2 separate regions of the Bombyx mori genome follow, and region 2 is linked to region 1. The links are chromatin contacts, called in public Hi-C maps. All regions are on one chromosome and are shown on one strand. Each heading gives the region's core, a stretch centred on a gene start, on an enhancer-like site or on the middle of the called end of the contact. The rest is flanking DNA. Distances are from core to core; before and after follow the strand shown. Region 1 overlaps LOC101740281 (guanine nucleotide exchange factor subunit Rich). Region 2 overlaps LOC101740139 (protein bicaudal D).

Evidence for each region. Hi-C and Micro-C count contacts between places; a contact is called where the count stands out from the background.
Region 2: a contact with region 1 is called in a Hi-C map of midgut, with 1.8 times the contacts expected there. The contact joins two enhancer-like sites. A contact is called at or near these places in 2 of 7 Hi-C or Micro-C datasets (midgut and whole pupa).

The regions. Positions count from the first base shown.
Region 1 is chr19:2,088,275-2,091,941 of ASM3026992v2, forward strand. LOC101740281 (guanine nucleotide exchange factor subunit Rich) reads left to right here. Exons shown (of 27, transcript XM_038017599.2): 20 at 588-712; 21 at 1,518-1,672; 22 at 2,101-2,375; 23 at 3,128-3,224; 24 at 3,437-3,586. Among protein-coding and RNA genes, the nearest start is that of CPR135, 8.6 kb to the left of the region's middle. Within about 2 kb of position 2,252, at least 3 of the 8 cell types and tissues checked have open chromatin away from gene starts, as enhancers often do.
Region 2 is chr19:2,140,242-2,144,240 of ASM3026992v2, forward strand. LOC101740139 (protein bicaudal D) reads left to right here. Exons shown (of 12, transcript XM_038017822.2): 12 at 629-2,944. The coding sequence ends at 703. Among protein-coding and RNA genes, the nearest start is that of LOC101737541, 22 kb to the right of the region's middle. Within about 2 kb of position 1,375, at least 3 of the 8 cell types and tissues checked have open chromatin away from gene starts, as enhancers often do.

The DNA of each region.
Region 1 (3,667 bases), core at 1,002-3,501:
TTAAGATTCAATGTCCTTAAAAACTGGTACATGTTTGATTTGTTCTACATGTTTTCAAAACAAGTATGTACGTTTTAGTCTGTGGCAATTATAGATAGGACATCAGCAACATTGAGGTCATTGGTACCTGAAATATGATACACATGATTTTTTTTTATTCTTAGATGGGTGGACGAGCTCACAGCCCACCTGGCGTTAAATGATTACCAGAGCCCATAGACATCTACCCCGTAAATTACGTCACCTATTTTGAGATATTAAGCGTATTAGCGGAGAGAGTATTAAGCGGTAGGCAGCGGCTTGGCTCTGCCCCTGGAATTGCTAAGTCCATCGGAGACTGTAACCACTCACCATTAGGTGGGCCCTGTGCTCGTCTGCCTACAAGAGCAACAAAAAAAAAGATGAGTTCTAGTGTTCAGTGTTACAGTACAACGGCTGCCCCGCTCTTCAAACCGAAACGCATTACTGCTTCACGGCAAAAATAGGCGGGGTGATGGTACCTACCCGCGCGGACTCGTAAGAGGTCCTACCAACAGTAAATCTGTATTAATATTAATTTTAACAACAAAATTCTTGCCCGGCCGCAGATCCCAACGACGTGGAGTCTCCCCGCAACTCCGTGAACGTGCAAGCCAAGTACGGGCAGGTCGCGCAGTCGCAGGCCGTCAGCCCCAACGCCGAGGACCTCTCCGTCATACTGGGGACCATGCAGGCAAATATACTTCCCTTATACATAACAAATCAAATTTTTTTTATTGCCCTGTAGGCAGACACGAGCATAGGGCCCACCTGATGGTGAGTGGCTACCGTCGCCCATGGACAATGCTGCCTACCGTTTAATATTTTCCACAAGCCTCGTTTGAAGAAGGACATGTCATAGCGCCGGATGGCGCGTGTCAAAGAATACCTCTGGAAACGCACTGTGGATGACCGCAGTGGCTCCAGCTAGTATGGATGAACTCTACTCCGGTGTCGGGCGGTGCGATAGTAAAACAAATCAAATCAAATCAAAAAAAAAAATATTCATCATAAATGAAAGTACATACTTGTTGAACGTCAAAAGAACTACCGCCAATTCACAAAAACTAGCCTCCTTGCTGAGAAAAACTGGCAAGAAACTCAGCGGGCAAGTCTTTTTCTTTTTCTTTTTTTGTAAATATACAGGACATTTAGTCAGGATCTGAGGGTTTCCACGTGACATATGCGTTGCGGCGTGAAACCAAAGCTGGTGTATAAGCCGTTCCGTATATACCTTATGATGCCCACGTCGTCCCATCAGCGAAGACGATTAGATCAGTTCCGGATCCATCTGAAGTAAAGCGGTTAAGGTTGCCATTGACATAACAGCGAGGCAGCCTATCTTGAGACATTGTTTAGAGGTCTTCATACTATAAGTACTAACAGCTGCCCATCTTTTACTACAAGACTGTACGTTGGTTAGCATGTACGCCATTTACTGCGTGCGCGGACATGGAAGCAGTCTCTCCTGATTAATAAATACCTGGTGTCGGGCACAGCTGGCAGGCGGGCGGGGCCGCAGCTTCAGCACGACGGTGTCGCCCCGGGAGCCCTCGCCCCCCGCGCCCGCCGCGCCCGCGCCCCCGCCGCCGCCCCCCGCGCGCGCCACCGCCGCCGTCAAACGGAAGAAGTCCGTGCCTGCGAGGAGCGAGAGGTACGCCTCATTACACGGGTAGCAAAGCTGGCGTGATCGGCTTACTAGTGGTTGGACCTCTTGTAAGTCCGCGCGGGTAGGTACCACCACACTGCTTATTTCTGCCGTGAAACAGTAACGGGTTTCGGTGTGAAGGTTTATTTTTTTTGTCCTACCTAGGTGAGAGCCTTGAGAGGCTATTTCAGCGTAACTTTAACTAGTAGGTGAGCTCACGGGACTCAAACCTGACGAGTTTGAAGGTTGGGGCAGCCGTTGAAACTATACTGAGACCTTAGAACTTATATCTCAAGGTGGATGGCACATTTACGTTGTATATGTCTATGGGCTTCAGTAACCACTTAACACCAGGCGGGCTGTGAGCACGTCCACCTATCTAAGCAACAAAAAAAAATTGGGTAGCAAGTAAAAAAATTGCTTTTCATCATCAGGGAATCATACAACGGTACCGCCGAAGAATTCTTCATAGACATGATGATACAGAGGCACGCGCGACAGCTGCTCATCCGGGGGAGGCTGGCGTCGCTGGGCCGGCTGGCGGCGTCGCTGGACCTGCCGCTGGTGGGGTGGCTGGCGGCGGAGAGGGAGCGCGCGGCGAGGATGGACTGCGCCGTGCTGTGCCTGCGCAGGGTGCACAAGGACTTCTCGTGGCCCTACCCCGTGCGGGATGACGACGAGCCCAGCAGGAAGCTCAGCTTGTTGCCCGGTACGTACTGGCTTGCTGCGGGCTCGGTAGGAACATCGCAACCACGGCTCCCATCCAGCGTCTGTCGTGGGGAGTTGTCTATTGTATTGTATAAACATGTAACGGTAAAATTTGGATTTTCTATAAAAGGGTATTTTGGTTAGTTTTTTTAACTATTGTTTATTTTTCATTTTTTAGTTGAATTAAAATTTTTTCAATTTTTTTTTCAATATTTAATAGTCATCGGTCCTTAATAAGTATACCAAATTTCGAGTTAATCCGACGTTTTGAAGGGGGTCAAAATCATGTTCAAAGATTTCGTTACAAAGATATATTATTATACGTCTGAAGCTAATGAAAGCGTATTAATAATAGAGATGAAACGGATATCCGGATACCGGATAGTAAATCAGTATCCGGCCCGATTTCGGGTAGTAAAATTTAAGAAAATCTCGTGGTTATAGAAAAGGCAAATAGTATAAGTAAATAGTGGGTTATAGACAACTTTTATTTTTATAATCGCACGTCAAAAGTGATTGTTTTATTAATTAGTTTGTTTGATATTCAAAATTAACAAGTGGCAAATTGTGGTGAATTAATACCAAATTGTTGTCGCCATCTCTGTTACGTGCGACAACACCCGAACGCGCACGAATATTTCCGTAAGAGCCGAATATTCGGCTTCGCAGCTCGTCGAATATTCTGTATTCGACATCTGGTTAAACTACTATCCATTTCATCTCTAGTTAATAAACAATATTGTATGTACGCAGTGGACTCGCACAGCCCGGCGGCGGACGCGGAGAGCGCGTGCGGGGACAGCGGGTACGTGAGCCTGCCGCTGCGCACGCAGCCGCCCGGGCCCGTCAGGTCTGTTCTCTATACCTATATATTAGTCGAATATTAGTCGTGTGAGCATCTGGCCTTATGTCAAGACACATGATGCACATAGAGATTATTTCAAATTAATTTTAGACACTGAATTTTAGTTGTTCAGCCAACCTTCAGTAAATAAAACTGAATCATTAACGATCAAGTTGATAGAAGGGATGTAAACGATGCAGTAAGTGATGTGTGCGCAGCTCGGTGGGCGAGGGCAGCGTGGCGGAGGGCGGCGGCGTGTCGTGGGGCGACGCGCCCGAGCGCGAGGAGCGTCGCTACGCCGCGCTCATGGAGCGGCTGCACACGCACCAGGCGCGCAAGGGCGACCACGTGCCGCACGTGCAGCTAAGGTAACCCACCTCCTCACTACCTCTTGTTTACTGCTGGTAGGACCTCTTGTGAGTCCGCACGGGTGAGTACCACCACTCTGA
Region 2 (3,999 bases), core at 125-2,624, 51 kb after region 1:
TGCTATTCTGCCGCTGCCTGTAATTTTAATCTATAAAATAATAAACTAAACTAATAAAACTAAAATAATATAGACTAATCTATAAAAAATAATCTAATAATACCTAAATTTAAACATGTGGCATAATCTACAAAATCCCTGCCTCCGCACTTTGTTGCTCAAGTAGAAATTCCCTACAAAAATATTTGAAAGGGTTAACTAACTAAATATAATAATCCGTCGACATCGAGCCAAAGGGTCGGATGTTCAAGGGTGTTTGAGATCATGTCCATCATACGAGCAACACACGCCGCGTCGGACACAACCGTCTAACCTCAGATGTAGGTAACCTGATTTAGGACTGGTGGTAGGACATTTTGTGAGTCCGCGCGGGTAGGTACCACCGCCCTGCCTATTTCTGCCGTGAAGCAGTAATGCATTTCGGTTTGAAGCGTGGGGCAGCCTTAACTTAACCACTTAACACCAGGTGGGCTGTGAGCTCGTCTACCCATCTAAGCAATAAAAAAAACATGTGATCAGACTCGATATGTTCGCGAATGCCGCGTCACGTAAGAGGAACTAGACATATTTGTGGATTGCTGCGTCACCGGTCCGCTGTGACGTCATCTGACAGTGACGTGTGTCGCAGGTGGACCGCGAGATGCGCTCCCGGCGCGTGCCCAAGGCGGGCGGGGTGCGGGGCGGCAGGGGGAGGGACTTCTAGCGACTGCTGGCGCCGGTCAAGGCCGTCGCCGTCCTGCTGCGCCGTCTGCTGCGGACCTAGGGCTCCAGCCTCACCGGCCCGGTCCCCTATTTGTACGTTTTGTAAACTTTTTAATGTAATGTGAATCGCGCCGCACGTCCGGCCCCCGTCGCGGCGCCGGTCCGGGCCTCGTCCGGCGCCGCTGGAACGGTCAAATTGCGGCGGGCTGCCGGACGCGGGCGCGGCGGTCCCCAGCCCGGGGCCGCGCCCGGCCTACCCCTTCCCTTTCCTCGGGACATATTTTCGTATCGATTTCTTCACTCGATATCGCGCGTCGACGCGAATCGATTATTTTTGTAACAGGACCGGTGTATTTTGTTAAGCGAATATTTATTGGCGCCGTTGTGGTCCGCGGTCTCCCCGCGCGCCGGACGGACGCGGCCCCCCGTTACGTCCAAATGTGAAATTTCTAAAGAAAAAGAATCATTATCGTCGACATCCATCCATTGCGTGCGCAAAAAGACTATGTAATCTGTTTACCGGGCGACGCGTCGGTCGCGTCGTCTCTGTCTCGTCCATGTTGTTGTAGTCGTGATGTTTGAGTTTGTTGGTGGATCACTGTGCCGTCCCAGTCGCGTCCATGCTGTCCACGCGCCGGCCGACTCTCCGTCTCTGTCGCACCCCCTCTGTCGGCAGTGTCGACCTCTCGCTCGCACAGCGCTCAACGCATTGCTCACGGAGTCGACCGGCGCATCTATTGATAAGTCGAAATTTAAAAAGTTATTGAATGTTAATGGTTTCGGTTGAGTCGCGCCGGGGCGCCCCGGCCTCCGCCCCCGGCCGCCGCCCCGGCCAGTAGAGTAGCTAGTAGCTCGCGACAGGCAGCTAGCCCGCGACTTGCATTTATTGTTTAACATAGTGTTTGTTAAATTAGACTAATTATTATTATATTAGGTCGTTCTTCGTGTACTTAAAAAGACGAACTTACCCGTTCTATACATAGCTTTAGCGTATCAAGTATTCTGTCCCCTCTACTAAGTATTATCGTTAGCCGTCGGTCCCCCCGCGTGGGGGGCGGCCCCCGACCCGAGCAGCGCGGCTCTGATATGTTTATTGTATTGGTTGTTAGTTTTGTTACTAAAAGTATTACTGCATGTGTTTCCGCATCCGTCTCTTTCTCATTGACATTGTTACATTTAGACTGACATGTTCTTTTACACGGTTTTCTGGTAATATTTATTATTAAAAATAGTTATTTATTTGACTTAAATATTATAAATAGATGTTGTATATTTTTCATTATTAAGAATTAGATAAACTTTTTACTATGTTTCGTGCAATGAAAGAAAAAAATGTTTTTTAGTATATAGTATTATTATGTATAGTACAGATTCAGTATTTTTTTGTTTGTTTATGGTTTACTATCGCTGTTGTCTGCTGTATGGGGTTAGAGCGATTAACCAAATATTATTATTTCCTTTGTGTAACAATTTTTTAGTACACTTATATTTGTGTAGGCATATTATTATTTTATATTGATTAGAAAGAGAACTTAGTGAAGAATTATTGATTTTGTTATTCGAAGATTTTTTTATATAGTATATTATTATCGGTGCGGCGTAGACATGGTCTGTCGGACGAGCGCGCATGAATGTTCCCGGTGCCCTGTCTCTGCTTTCTGCGACCTGTGGTTGTTAACTTTAAAACACCTTGCGAGGGCCGAAAATTAAATATTTATTATCGAATTTAGGGACAATGTTCCGATTAATAATTTAGTGCGTTTTTCGCGAAGATTGAGAACCAGCGATTTGGTAGTTTATCTATGATCAAGGTCCGCGTAGGGTCGCACATCGATGGCCCGACGGACTTCTCAGGCGACGCTTCGTACAGATTACAAGTCTTTTGTAAAAAAAAACGCTTACAGAGCTTTCAGTATGCAATAAGTGTTGTGGGACAACAAATTGTATACGTCACATTCGCACTGTTAAATATTCCAATAGAGCTTAAGTAAAAAACGTTAAAGCTCTTTCACTGCTGCGGAGGGTAGATTGCCCTCAACATGGCCGCCGTCAGTTTCGCGTCAGTATCGCGTCAGTGTTGCGTCAGTATCACGCCAGTGCATCGCGGTGCGAATGTCGCGCGTTGTTATCGGGAACATATCATGGTGGAACGGATTTATTTTTTTGACCCGTCTGAAGGCGCACATGTCACAATGACTGATATAAATCATGTATGAGATATAATAAATTATTATTATATTTATATGTTTTGTTTCAATTACTTTCGATTCAGATTTTAAAATGTATAACTATAAAAGACGTTGATCGATTTTAAGTCCTGTTTTAGAGACGATAAAGATGACTTTACGTACGAAACCTTTTGGCTATCAAAAATTTAGATAAATTCAATGCCAGTTAAATAAACTATGTACCTACTCGTAATTGACTGCATATTACGTATTTTGAAATAAATTAAACTAGTTCTTTTTTTTTTGACTGACTAGGCTTTGTTACGTTACTTCCCACATGAACACTTCCTAAGGTGAGATCGTGGTGGTACGATCGGCTCACCAGGTTTTAAGTGGGTACCAAAGCTCTTGGACATTGCCACGTGAAACCCACCGTCGTCCTTGACACGTGAAGTCAATTACCAATTTAGTCTCAATTGTAGTGTTGGCGCATCCTCTAAAGCAGTACTACTCTTCTGCATTAGTTGAACGAGCTTCTGGTAGTAGTAGTAATAGTATTCCACATGTGACGATATCATTGTACAATTTTAATTGTAATCGATTATTAACCCTATCCAGCTTTCTGTAGATCTTTCTTTACCAATGTATCCATCTTGAAAGAGCTACAAATCAAACATAAGGCTTTCGTCGATTGCGCAATTGCGAATCCTTCATATGTTTGGACATATCATCTGTAATGAAAGCTCATTTGAACGACAAATGGATCAAGGAAGCGTATCTCACAAGGTGGACAGACTTGATTAAGTAATCTACCAAAGTGTTCCCTTACTGAATGTACACGTACCGCCACCAATAGAGAGAGATGGAGAAGAGAGAGGCCTCGCAGAAGCCGCAACCAAGTAATAAGAGATGCATAACCACGACCACTCCGCCGGGAGTGCACGACTGAGAAGAACCTTTCTGTCGCCGACACGCGTTCTCTCATCAACGTATTAAGGTAAGTTAAACAGAGTTTCGTGTATAACATGAATTGAAACCAGGACAATATTTTTAGCTTCATCTTCGAGGACAATGCTATGAATTAAAAAAATATTTATGAAAGTTGAAAGATCGACTCTCCAATCCTTCG